Linked DNA regions of Sus scrofa: region 1 is linked to region 2. Evidence: chromatin contacts called from public HiChIP or PLAC-seq data. All regions are on one chromosome and are shown on one strand. The core of a region is the stretch at or near the end of the contact, and the rest is flanking DNA. Distances in the headings are between cores, read along the strand shown.

Region 1 (6,939 bases), core at 432-2,931, 180 kb before region 2:
GCGAGCCCAGGGTTTGAACCCGCAACCTCATGGTTCCTAGTCGGATTCATTTCCACTTAGCCATGACAGGAACTCCAGAAAAGCATTAAGTTTGACTTCTTTCACAAAGTTTGTGAACTGTGTAAAGTGTCTGTTTAAGGCAAGATTATTTTTATAGTTTTTTATAATTATTTTAGTGATTACAAATGAAAAATTATTCTATAATAACAAATCTAACATTTAATTTTCAATCATAACTTTCAGTTAACTTATGACATTTATAATTTTCAATGCATAAATGAGGCACTGCTTCCCTATTTTAATCCTATCACTAATGAGAAGATATAATTCAACAAATTTGAAGAGAAAGACAAAATGGTTTGTTTTTTTATCACCTTTCCCCCGTTAAATTAATGTGTTATTCAAATATATTAGCCTAGATAGAAAATAATGCTCAACACAAATAAACTAAAAGATTTTCTCAGCCTGGTTAATAGAGTACATTGCTTATAACCTTTAATAAAAGAACAGTTAGTTCTAGAGTCTCTTATCAAGGTATTATGCATTCAAAGTCTGTTATGAAGTTCTGAAACATTTCCCAAAGCAGAAGTTTTAAGTAAAAGCTAAAGAAGCATACTAATTACTGTGGTAAAAAGTATACTTTCCCTAATGTTTCAAAAATAAAATAATTCTGGAAAAGATTATTTTTAAGCCACTGAGTATTTTCTTGCTCACCAGAGAGAAAAATTCCTCATGATAAATCCTAGGAGCCAGACTTTTTTCTCCCTAGTCCTGTTCCTCTCTGGTATGGAGCATAATTCTATAAAACTTTGGCTCATTCACTTTGTCTATTAACACAATGTCCCCCCCAAACAAACCCTTAAACTCAGAAGACGTTTTATTCTGCTATTCCAAAACAAGTGTGGTAAACATATCTTAAGACATTTGACAACTGTAGTTACATAAAACCCAGGATACCAACTACAAGAATCTTCCTACTCTGAAGTGGCTGTACTTCCAGATATCATCATACATACAATTATTTACTCTGCAAAGTGTGAAACCCATATCTAACTCAAAATAAAATAATTTAAAATCTCTGGAGTTCCCGTGGTGGCGCAGTGGTTGACAAATCCGACTGGGAACCATGAGGTTGCGGGTTCGATCCCTGCCCTTGCTCAGTGGGTTAGGGATCCAGTGCTACTGTGAGCTGTGGTGTGGTCGCGGATGCGGCTCGGATCCCGCGTTGCTGTGGCTCTGGAGTAGGCTGGTGGCTACGGCTCCGATTAGACCCCTAGCCTGGGAGCCTCCATGTGCCGCGAGAGCAGCCCAAGAAATGGCAAAAGACAAAAAAAAAAAAAAAAAAATCTCTAATCTTCATAGGAACTATGGGCAAACCAATCACAGGAACAGCAAAAAGAAACAGCTGGGAGGTGGCAAGGAATAATGGCAAAGGAGAGGTACTCTATTCACTAACTAGTTCTTTAACTTCTCTGCCTATCAAGTTCCTAGTTAATAAACAAGAACAATACACACTTCACAGGGTTGTTGTGAGGATCAAATGAGTTCTTGCATGAAAATGATCTGCCCAGTAAAAGAACATAATAGGCACTCAATAAATGCCAGCTCCTTCTGCCTTCAGTTCTGGGCCCTCTGTTCTTTGTTCTCTATTCTCATTCCCCCAGATGACTCAGCCTTCTCATGACTTTTATTAAGAAATGCTGAAAACGACTACATCCGTCAAAGCCCTGATGTGTATATGCATGCCTACGCGGTGTGAGAAGCTGTCTGGCCACCACCCAGGATACGCAGGTGAGAAAAGCAGAGGAGACACCCCAAATACCTGAATTTCACTGTACTTCACTAGAGGTACAAAAATCACACATTTCCAACCATCTCCTGGAGACAGGCATTGCCATCCTGAAATCAAGCTCATCATTTTCTCTTTAAAAATCAGACCCTCTTCCGGCCGGCCCTTTTTCTAATTGTTGAGTGCTGTCCAACAGAGAATATCTCCTGCCCTACTCTCCTCTAAGTATCACCAGGTAACGCAGGGCTACCTTCAAAAATCTCTATTGTATCTTCAGCCTCATTTTCTGTCCCACTGTCACCACCAGAGTCCAGATTAGGTTTTCTTAGTCTCGGCACAACTGACATTTTGGGCCAGATGATTCTTTGCTGTGAGGGCTGCCCCGTGCTTTGCGGGCTGTTCAGCAGCATCTCTTGTCTCTATCCTCCCAAGTTATGACAACCAAAAATATCTCCAAATGCCTCCTGTGGGGCAAAATCACTCTCCTCGTGGTCTGCCCTACTCCCACATTTGAGTTCCATGGCCTGATTCCCCCACTTCATCTATGCATTAGAGGATCAGTTTCCAAACTCGTCTCCAGTTTCTTCCCTCTACTTCCAGTTGCTCTGATCTCCTAAGGGCCTCCTACAGCACTGCTTTTATGAGTCATTTCTCTTAAATCTACAACTCCCTGTTACTACCTTCACAATTAGTTCAAAGCTCTCCACCCAGCCTCGATAATCTGGCCTCAATTAAACATTATCCCACAGAGCACCTCACATTGCAGCTACCCAGCAGAACTTCAATAAAGCAGACCTGTTCATCCAGCCCCTGCTTTTCTATCCTACTGCTGTCACCCTGGTCTGGGTGCCCAGTACCCAGCTTCCATTCCAACCACTGCTGGAGCCTCGTTCCACAGACTCTACTCTCCTCCTCGCTCAGAGTCAAAAACTATCAGTGAGTCTCCACTGCCCAAAGAAATATGCAATTTGCCTGTTCTCTAGAATCTCTCCTAATGTGGTCTCTTTCTAAGTTTCATTATGCCCAAAACATACTCTAGCTTCTATCTGCTAGTCCTTGAAAAGGCTCCTTTCTACACTTTCCACCTTTGGCCATGTTTTTTCCCTTCCTGGATGTCCTCTTCATCTCTCACGCCAATGTTAAGGTCCATCTGAATTAAGTCAAGAGGCCTTTCCTGATCGTACCCTCCTTTACAGTCTCTTAGAGCATTCACAGTCTGCTTTATGCGACATGTATATTCCTGTTGTTTACAAGGTCCTTGAGAGCTTCTTACTTTTGATGCTCTTCAAAGCCTAGCCCAGTGTTAACAACTCAGAGTTAAATGTGAGTCGCCCCAAATGTTTTCCACCTAGGAGGCAAGGGAGGGCTGTGTTTTGGGACAATCCCAAGCTCCCATAAGGGAATTAATTCCATAGTCCTCTTCTGTCCCACATTTTACATCTTAGGCCAATTTCTAAGTAAAACGGCTTCAAGGCACCCAGAATGCTATAAGAATTCTGCTTCAGGAAGTTCCGACAGTTTCCAACTTGTAACTGAATCCTGAATATTTATGCTACTTAAGTTCTCTCCATACAAAGGCAATACAAATTTCTTTTTGAGTGTTAATAAAATTGAGCACAATATGAAAATAACTTGGACTGGATTAAATATATTTCAAGCAAAGATTAATTAATGCTAATTTGTATCCTAAAGTTTTCACGCACCATTAAAAATTTGAAAGTCAGTTTATTTCAGATCTACCACTCCAAAGACATAAGCTAAATAGAACATGGGAGGTTTCCTCTTAATTTTAGTTTTTAAATGGTTTGAAAGTATTTCTACAAAAAGAGCAATATCACTAATGAGCATATTCTGACTAGGCCTATTCCTATAAGCCTAGATGCAAAGCCATATGGGGAGCCTGTAGTACCCACACGACCACCACCTGTATCAGCAGGGGTCAGCAACTAAAGCCTGATTTTGTGTGCCCTTGAGCTAAGAAAGATTTTTATACTTTTAAAGGGCTGTAAAAACAAAAACAAAGAAGAATATTTGTGACAGAGACCTTATGTGGCCAGCAAAACCTAAAATAGTCAGTTTGTCTCTTTTTGGCAGAATGAATTTGCCACTGACTTCTAGCAGATGGTACAAGACACCCAACTTTTCCTCCCCAAATATTAAAAAAGCAATGTAAAACATACAAGATTATGCAAAACGACAGAATTCATTAAACTTAGTCACAGCTAATGCACAGGTAACCTGTAAAACAGAGGCCTACGTGGACATTTTTATATTTCCCAGAACTTTTGTTAGAAGGAACTTGACCCTCATTCTAAGCACACTGCTGCTTGAAGAGTGAAAGTGCCTGGCCCAAAGTCACACTGGTTGACAGGGTGAGGTCAAAGACCAGGCCTGAAAACTGATTCAGTGCTTTCTATGGTACATGGCATCGTACCCATGCACATGGCTGTACATTTTGGATATTTGTATAACTGGCTTGGTTCATTATAAAGACGAAAGTTTAAAACCTGTTCTTCATGCCATGTTCAGACACACTCTTACTAGCAGCCATGAATCATTAAACAGAACAGCATCAATGCTCACCACATATGTTAGATAGGAACTTCTAGGAAGCCTTCTCCTTTAAAAGCAGACGTGATGAAGAAAGCTTAAGACTTACTCTGCTTGTTCCTCTGATGCTACAGATTGAGGCAAATATGCACCTTTGACTTCCAGTTGCTCAATGCTTATCTTCCAACCCAATCCACAAGTTCCACCAAATGCTATGGAATGCCAATGGGAAAACCATCCAGTTTACATCAGCCACGCATCCTATAGTTAAAGTTCTTTTCATATCTGAAGCAAACTACTAGCTGAAAGTTCAAATTTTTTAATCTTCCTAAGAATTTAACTGCCTTAAAAAAAAAAAAAAAAGCTTTTTCGATTCCTGAGTCTATAAAAACGACTTTATCGTGTCTGCTCGGCTAATTCAAGAATTAAAAAACATTTTGCCTACACTGATAACTTCACCGCAATGTAGGATCCTAAGAGCTACATATACACTACCAAGACCTAGGATTCAAAGACATGGTAACAATCCAAGATCCTGCATCTGAAGTTGCTTTTCCAGTGCTGAAAAACAGATTCTAAGGGACAACCGAGAGATACACGACTTAGGCGCTTCAGAGATAATACACAGACCCTCCCCCCCCACTGTATATTTGCTTGACTTTTGTCCTCGAGGAGCGACCCCCTCCCCCTCGCGAATCCCGGCCGCCCGGGCACCTGCGGCCCCGGCCCGCAGCGGAGGAGCCGGGGGGAACCTGCCCACCATTCGCCCTTCTGGAAACAGTGCCCACTCCCACCCCGCGGAAGCAAGAGGCTGGAGGCCCGAGCCGCCGAGAGGCGACCCCTCGGCCGTCCGCCGACCCCCGGACGCGGCAGGAAGGGAGGGCGGTGGCGTTACCTGGAGGACCACGTCGTTGGGTAGCTGCGCGGCCCGGAACAGCTCCAGCACCCGCCCGTTGGCCGCCACCTTCTTGGTGCTCTCGATGTCGCAGTAGGAGAAGAGATCCGAGTAGTATTTCTGCTCCGCATCGCTGAGCGTTAAACCTTCCATCTTCGCCTCCGCTCACGGCCGCCCCGCCCCGCATGCAACACCCGGGGCCCGGCCCCGCGACCCCGGGATGACGGCTGCGCGTCGCCCGGCCTCCTCCTCCTCGCCTCCCGAAGCAGCGGAAAGCCCCGGCCTCGCGCGCGCGGGGGGCGTCGGAGCTGCAGGGCTGGGAGGTCGCGGGAAGGGGGCCCGGCTGAGCTCGGCGCGCCGCCGCCTACGAGGCCCCGCGCAGTCCCGGGCTCGGCGCGTCGCGCGGCTCCCGCTCCGCCTCAGCGGCCGCGAGGAGAACGCGGGGAAGGAGGCGGGGGCCGCGGCGGCGCGAGGCGCGAGCGGACTCCGCCCCCGCCGCGGGTTCGAGTCTCCCCGGCTCCCCGCCGCTTCCCCCCACCCCCCAGACTTCCCGCCTCGCCTTCCCCTTCCGTCCACGCCCCCGGAGCGGCAGCACTTCCCAGAAAAGTTGTGGGGCTTCTAGTCTAAAGTTTCGGGGGCTCTAGGCTGAGCGCGGCAGCCGCTCCGCCTCCCTCCGCCGCCATTTACTGCGCCCCGGCCCGGCCCCCGACGCGACCGCACCGACACTGACAGCGGCGGCCCCGCTCCAGACCCGGATGTGAGGCCGGGAGGAGAGAGCGCGAGAGGGAGAGAGCAACACCCACCGGGCTGGCTCGGCCGCTCCCGGGAGAGGGGGCCGCAGCGCCCCCTGGTGGCTGGAGCCCCGCGGCGGAGCGGCCGTCGGCGCGGCGGGCTGGAGGAGCTGGGACCCCTGCGAGCTGGTCTGCGGTCTGCGGCTGGGGGCGGGAAGGGGGGGAACAGCGCGCAGCGCATTCAGACCAGGAGAACTCAGATACAAAGCTGCAGTTTGGATTGTTTTCAAAGCTTTTGGCACTAACTGTTAATAAACATTGACTGAAAGGGGAAAACTGTTAAGGTTATTGTTATTGTTCTGTTGTACCCTTTGAGGTCAATTAATAATTGAGGATCAGTTCAATATTTCTATATGTTTTGAAGGGCTATGAGCATCTATTCCATCTGAGAACTCTCATCGTGTAGACACCACTACAGAGACCTAACTTCCACTCTTGCTCCAAGCCAAACTTGCTGAATAGAGGAGGAAGTTGGGGAAATTTTTCTCTCTGGACAAGGTGGTTCTGGCCACCAAGAATTTCTCCTGCCACCCCTAATTTCCTCCTTTCTGAAGATCATGTGACTGCACTGTTCTCTGCTGCACCCATAAGAGAGGTAATTCTCGAGATACCTTAAATAGAATATCTTAACAAGAGTTTATCCTTGGAAGTTCCCGTTTTGGCTCAGCGGTAATGAGCTCCACTAGTATCCATGAGGATGCGGATTTGATCCCTGGCCTCGCTCACTGGGTTAAGGATCCGTGTTACTCTAAGTTGTGGTATAGGTCGCAGATGTGGCTGGGATCTGGCATTGCTATGGCCGGCAGCTATAGTTCCCATACTAGCCAGGAACTTCCATATGCTGCAAAATGCAGCCCCTAAAAAGCAAAAAAAAAAAAAAAAAAAAAAAAGAGTTTATCCTTAGCAAATAGGAA
Region 2 (7,189 bases), core at 3,558-6,057:
GCCCAGATAACTTAAATCTACATAAATAAATTCATGTAGTTGATGGTTAACTTGGAATTAAGACTAGATTCCCTCCCCAGTCCTCAAAATGACATCAATGCATGCGTACTTTATTTTCAGTTGAGAGAGAACTTTGGATTTGTTTTGACAAAGTGCAGGATTTGAAAGGTACAGTAGCCCTCATTTCAGCAGCACTGGTGCTAAAACGGAAGTGATTCTGAGAGGCCTTGCTTACTAGGCCTCCTGCATAAGGGTGACGGGCACATTTGAAAACATCCCCTGTTTTAGAAAGAAGAAAACAGAGGGGAACACTTTTGATTTCAGAAAGGAAGAAATAATGTTTGAAATCAATAACTGTACCTTTTATCTGATTTTTTGTGCATTCATTTGTTGATGTCTGTTCCCTTTTGTTAACATCAGTCATGGCTTGAGGAGAACTGAGTGAGTATAAGGTGACATTTTAACAGTCTACACTAAGAATCCATTTTATTCAGTTTGGGATTTGACTTTGAGATGCTTCTGGATTCAAAATGTCAAGCTGTTGGATTTGATAGCTTTGGTCTATCCAATGGGGGCGGAGTTTTCCTTTTTGACTGAATTTTCAAACAGTTGCTCTTGGTGGGTTTCATTTTCAATTTCTGTTTTGTCTGAAGCTCTGGTTTTTCAAACTTTTTTGAGTTGCTGCCTGATCACTATTTATTTGTGTTCCACACGACTTTAAGGGGGAAAAGTGCCAGCTACATGTTTGAGAGAATTAACAATTATCATGTTGTAGGGATTATCTCTTGAGCTATTTAATGAGATTTCTAGTTATTGCAAAACCATGGGTTGGGAACCAGTGCCTTACACTTTCTTGTTATTTTCTCTGCATTAACAAATCACATATTTTTCTGAAGCTCTGATGACCACAGCAAGAGGCTGACGAAGAAAGTAAAGCCAGGCGAAGCCCCTAGACTAATTTGTCTGAAGCTCCAGAACTCCATGGCTTTGAGAGTGGTTTGGGCAGAGGGTAAAATGGTCGCAGTCCTGGGGGCTACTGTGAATATTTCAAATAGCTTAATGGAGATCATAATGTTGCCCACCACAGGATGGCACAGGACATCTAAAAGATCAGTTTATTTTTGGCAAGAGTTATAGCAACCTTAGTTATCTCACATTGCTCAGAAACACTGGCAGTAGCTTATGCCTTTGATGTATAATATATGAGAATATGAATTAATTAATACCTTCTAATGCTATTTATTTTACAGACATAACCTTTCAAAACAAGATAGGCTCGTATTAGGTAGGGTGCTATCTTTGGTGATGGCAGAGTTGGGCAATGCCATTTTTTAAAAAAGTCTGCTTTTCTTAATCCTTTTCCTTTCACCTGTTGTGATGCCTTTGATTTATTTTTTTTATACCTGCCCATCTCTTTCCTACCTTGTCTTTTTCCTGTTGCATCAAATTTCTTAACCATTGGAATATGGTATTGAAAAAAAAAAAAAAAACGGACAAAACTAGACATGAGTTGGTTGGTAAATCAAAAAAGTTATTTTAAAAAAAATGGATTCCTACAACTGGCACAGAGATAGACAAGCTGATCAATGGAAGGATAGAGCCCAGAAGTAAACCACACTTAACATGCATGATTAGTTTTTGACAAAGGTGTAAAAAGAATTCAGTGAAGAGAGGATAATATAACGAATGGAGCTGGACATTTTGATAATCATATGTGAAAAATAAAAGAGCCAACCAAACCTGGATCTATACTCATACCTTATTCAAAAAATCAATTGCAGACTGTTACCTTTGGAATGGATTAGCAATGAGATCCTACTGTGTAGCACTGGGAACTATGTCTGGTCACTTATGGTGGAGCATGATAATGTGAGAAAAAAGAATGTATACATGTACGTGTGGGTCACCATGCTGTACAGTAGAAAATTGACAGAACACTGCAAACCAACTATAATGGAACAAAATAAAAATCATTACATAAAAAAAAGAAAACAAAGTGGATCATAGCTATAAATGTAAAATCTAAAAATGGACAAATTGGATTTTATTAAAATTAAGAACTCTGCAAAAGACATTGTTAAGCAAATGAAAAGATAAGCTTTCAAAGACTAGAAGAAAAGGACTTGTATCCAGAAAATTATGAAGAACTCGTAAATGTAGTAAGGAAACAAATGATCCACTTTTAAAAAGTGCAAAATACTTGAACACTTCGCCAAAAAAAATAAAATAAAAACGACAAACAAGATAACATTATTAGTCATTAGGGAAATGAAAGCTAAAACCACAATGAAATACCACTATACACACGTTGGAATGAATTAAAAAAAAAAAAGGACTGAGAATACCAATTGCTGGCAAAGATGTGAGGAAACACTCATGTTGCTGATGGGAAACAGTTTGGCACTTTCTTAAAAAGTTAAACATATGCCTGTTCTGTGTTCCAGCCGTTCCACTTCTATGTGCTTGCCTGAAAGAAATGAAAGCCTTTCCACACGAAGACTTGTTTATGAATGCTTATGGCAGCTTTATTTGTAATAGCTCCAAATGTAAACAACACAACTGTCCATCAACAGCAGGAAGGATGAACAAAATGTGGGATATATATATGATAGAATACTACACAGCCATAAAAAGGAACCAACTATTGATACATGCAGTGTGGATGAGCATCAAAATAATTATAATAAAAAGAAAGAAGGTGGGACAGGAGTACATACTATATGATTCCATTTATGTGAAACTTTAGAAAATGCAAATGAACCTAATTAACAGATCAATTGCCTGGGGATGGGTGAAGGAATATTAATTGGGGGAGGAGAAAAAAATGATTACAAAGGGGCATGAGGAAACTTTTTGGGATGACAGATATGTTCATAATCTGGATTATGATGATGGTTTCACATATATGCCAAAATTTACTATACAATTTAAATATGTGTAGTTTATTATGTTAATTATATGTCCATAAAGCTGAAAAATCCCCATCCCATGACTTACATACCATAAACGTTTTATTTACATTTAAATAAGGAATATGCATTAATTGAACAGATTTGGTTCCTTTCTTTTTGTGTGTGATTTCTGCAGTTGTAGGACCATGCTGCCTTTTTTGCAAATTCTCCTTTTGTGATGCATTCTCTATGAGAAACAATACAAGTATACCATCTTGCTAGACTTCAGGGGTTTGTCCCCTAATCTTTCACTGTATTATCTCTTATGTTTAACTCAGCAGTGTTTTGTGTGTATATTTTGTCCTATCATTCCAAAGCATCCTACTTACTGGAATAGTATTTTCTTTATGTAATTATTTGTCATTGGTTTATGTACTAGTTTTATTAAATTACCTAATGGCATTGCCAAGTATAAGGTAAAAACAAGTTTGAGAACAAAAAGGACAAACTTTTGGTAAGCACACAGCTTTGCTGGGGGAAATTGTATGTGCCCTGCCTTACAGAAGCTACAGCCATTAGCATCCATAGTACTGAGGTCATTCATTGCAAAATTTTCTTTGGCTACAACCGTGCATGTGGAAGTTCCCATGCCAGGGATTGAAACCATGGTACAGTTACACCTGTGCCACAGCTGCAGGAGTGCCAGATCCTTAACCCACTTCACCACACAGGAATTTCCCATCAGAGTGAAGTTTTACAAGATGAATTCAGAGTCAGTGCATTTGCTGGATTGGCTTAGGAAAGGCTGTTTTAGGAAGATTCTACTGCTCAAGCTTGCAAATACTGACTTTCCTCAGCTGCAAAAATTAAGTCTCTGCCTGAGGGGAGGGATACTATTAGGGTTTAAGAGAAGAAATGCAAAGTGCTTAGTACAAAAAAGTGTTTTAACACTTACCATGGCATGCAGTAAATGTTCAAAATGTACCTTATGATCACCTATGTTATTTCGGAAATCACTCTTAGACTATTAGGGCAGGAAAGACCTTAGAGATTGACTCAACCCATTTATTTTACAGATGAAAATGGCTCAACAACACACAGCAAGTAGGACTGAAGGTCATGCACATCACCAAGTTGGTAATGCTAAGGATGCTTCCCAGGAGACTTCTTCCTAAGAGGGTCCTGAAAATCTGGAGAGTTCTCTAAAACCAGGGGAGGAATTGCAGACCTTATGTCAGACTCATGAAAGAGCTGCTTTTGAGAGAAGTCTTACTTGTTCAGAGGCTGATGATCTTCAATAGCTCTGTACATTAAAAAAAAAAAAAAAGTTTGCTGAATTCTGCTTTTGAAGTGTCGGTACTCCTTCATACAGCTGAGATCAGTGGGTGTGTGAAGCGAGGTCAAACCTGGCATCAGGCAGTGAGGTAAGAAGTGGGTGAGAAGGTTGTGGGACTAATAAACAGATGAAATCTGATTTAGGAAGTGGGTTGGAAATTTTGTGAAATTCATATTGTTGTTGTTTTCCCACTAGTGGTTAGCTTCAAAATGTGATCTATGGTTTGGGGGGTTGAGAAATGATCCATTTCTTTCTGTTCATGGTGAACACAAACAGTAGCCAGTTTGTGTTATAGTGATTGTATTTTACTTCTGAAGCATGCCCACGAAGGCTGCCATCCATGCTACTGAGCACCACTTGCAAATGATAACACTTGGGATGTGATAGAATCAGACCATGGTCACTCCGTGTTGGCCAGGACAATGCCCTTCAGTGTTGATGTTTGCTTATCCTGGTCCAATCCAGACTGAGGGATCAAGGTTGTGAGATGCACCTCCTGAAAAGCTGCATGATCCTTCACCCCTGATGATCACCAGAACTTGCTCAGCTAGCCAGGGCCAATGCCCCCGTCTCGGAGGCAGGAAGTCTGGGTTGGAATTGCGCCTTACACACTCTGACACATCATTTAACCTTTCAGATCATGCTTTTGTAACAGCAGGAAAACACAAATAGCAACTTTTCCCTCTGAGATTTAATAGCTTCATCATTTTCTAAACTCTTTAATGAGAAACAGACACAAGAGGTTATTAAAGTGAGCACATCAGTGATGATTCCATTTGTTTCTACCTAGAAAAAAAATAGCACATATCCCAGATGCCTGTACTTTTCATGTTAAACAGCTATGACTATCTGAAACTAGCCTTTCACACATCATGTTTGACATGTTAAATGCTAGTCAATTTGCATTTACTGAGCATGTATTACGTGCAGTAGTAGGATCCAGAAGAAGTCCTGATTATTTGTTCAGAGGATGAGCACTTCAACAGCTATGAACATCTTTTTAAAATGGCTGAATTCTACTTTTTGAAGTGGTGGCATTCTGTGAGAGGCGACGAGACTCCTTGGGGTATATACACCTAAAATACTTCATGGTGAAATACTTCAGGCTGAGAATTGCTGTGTTCATCAGTGACCTACCCTTAAACTGAAATGAAATTGTAAATGTAGATCTTTTTTAAACTAATGAATTGAAGTTCTAAAAAAGCACTTATAAGTTTTGTGTTTTTCAATTAAGAAGAATTTTATTAAAATGAAAACATTCTGAAAGGGAAATTTCACTCCTGGCATGTCTCTCATTTATATCTTTGTCAGGTTTATTAATGCATATGTAGCACTTTGTGTGCAGGGAAGCAAGAAATTTTTGAAGAATTGTGTTGGCATCACAATCATTTTCCAGATGTCTTTAATCTGGTGTTGATGTACGTGGGATATTGGCTGTGGTTCTTATTATATATTGGCTGTGGTTCTTATTATTTTGAAGTTGGGGATTTTAACATTAAGCATTTATAAGATGTTCAGTGTAAGAAGTACTAAGGTTTTATTATAGCTTTCAGGGTAAAAACATTACAAAGAAGGTGACAGGCATATTCTATTTCTGTTAGTAAAAACTTCATGATTTCTCTTAAAGCTGATGTGCATATTTGGATTTGAATCAGTTTAAACTTTTAAGAAAATATCTCTAGCAAATGTCTAAGCTATGAAGAAAGTGTATTTAAAATCGCTACATTCTAAAATTCCAAACATGATTTTATCTAAGAAGAATAATGTTTAAGATAGTCAGGTTGAAGTTTTCTCTTTTAGAACTGCCTCTGTTTTACGACTGGAGCGAGTACTTTGGCACTTTTAGTTTTCTTGATTTACATATAATATTAATTAACAAGATACTAATGATGAGTGTAAAGATTTCAAAATTTATAATTAAACCCAAAAGAAAGTAAATCAGAAAGGTCTTGAATGATCTGCCTGTGGAGATGTGCTCATTTTTGAAAGCATAATACAGCCTCTGCAGCTGTTGAGGGGTGCGGGAACTGAGAGGGCAGAGCCAAATGAAAACAGTCTTATAGGATTGCAGTGTCAGCATTTAGGAAGGAGGCTGTTGTCATAAAGTTGCTCAGATGTGGGGAACAGAGAAGATGCTAGACTATTGGGCTCTGGAAAGCATGTGATGGACTTCATGTAGGTACCACTCTAATGATGCTGTCCTCAAGGGCAGTGCCTATGTTTTCAACATTTTGTATTCCTAATACCTAGTACAGAGCCTCACCCATTAGCAAAATGAGCAATTGAATGTACTGGCAGCTCTGCATACCAGAGACATGAAGGAGCTGGTTGTGGGAGAATTCAGAGAGTTTTTCTTTTCACCTTTTATACCATAGTATACATTATCCTATGTTTCCTGGTTTTGTGTTTTTGCAGCCTGCTCCTTTGGGGATTCCTTTCAGAAAATCAAATATCAAAATATTAAAAGGAAATAAATACCCAGGTCATAAGAACTGACTTCTATTCTGAGCCACTGGTAAAAATCACTTCATCTCTCACATGTTTGGAATAAAGGTGATCATGTTTATGATTATTTAAATAGTTAAGATTTAAAAAATTAGAGAATCTCAGAAATAGAAGACACCTTAAAATTCCTCGTTCTCAGCCTGCTTACTGTATAGAAAGGAAAGCAGATACAATGTTGTTGACAATCTAGGCCTTCCGAGCTGTGCCATCCAGGCCAGTAGCCACTAGCCACATGTGGCCATCCAAATTAAATTTTAAAATGTTTAAATTAAAAATCCACTTCCTAAGTTGCACTAGCTATTTTTCAAGTTCTAGATAGCCATGCATGGCTAATGACTATAGTATTGGGCAGTGCCACATTTGGAGAAAGTTCAGTTGGACTGTGCTGGATTATAGCTTTTCATCATAACTCTTTCAACCCTTCATGAACAGGTTCTGGATGATTGGCCCCTAACAC

The links. HiChIP or PLAC-seq counts read pairs in DNA pulled down with a chosen protein or histone mark.
Region 1: an H3K27ac HiChIP or PLAC-seq map of alveolar macrophages shows a contact between it and region 2. The contact joins two enhancer-like sites.

The regions. Positions count from the first base shown.
Region 1 is chr1:25,480,058-25,486,996 of Sscrofa11.1, reverse strand. REPS1 (ralBP1-associated Eps domain-containing protein 1) reads right to left here and starts at 5,714. Exons shown (of 20, transcript XM_021087342.1): 1 at 5,235-5,714. The coding sequence starts at 5,387. Within about 2 kb of position 1,681, at least 6 of the 83 cell types and tissues checked have an H3K27ac peak or open chromatin away from gene starts, as enhancers often do. A contact at or near this core is called in alveolar macrophages, where this site is marked.
Region 2 is chr1:25,307,444-25,314,632 of Sscrofa11.1, reverse strand. No RefSeq gene overlaps it. Among named protein-coding and RNA genes, the nearest start is that of HECA, 53 kb to the left of the region's middle. Within about 2 kb of position 4,807, at least 2 of the 83 cell types and tissues checked have an H3K27ac peak or open chromatin away from gene starts, as enhancers often do. A contact at or near this core is called in alveolar macrophages, where this site is marked.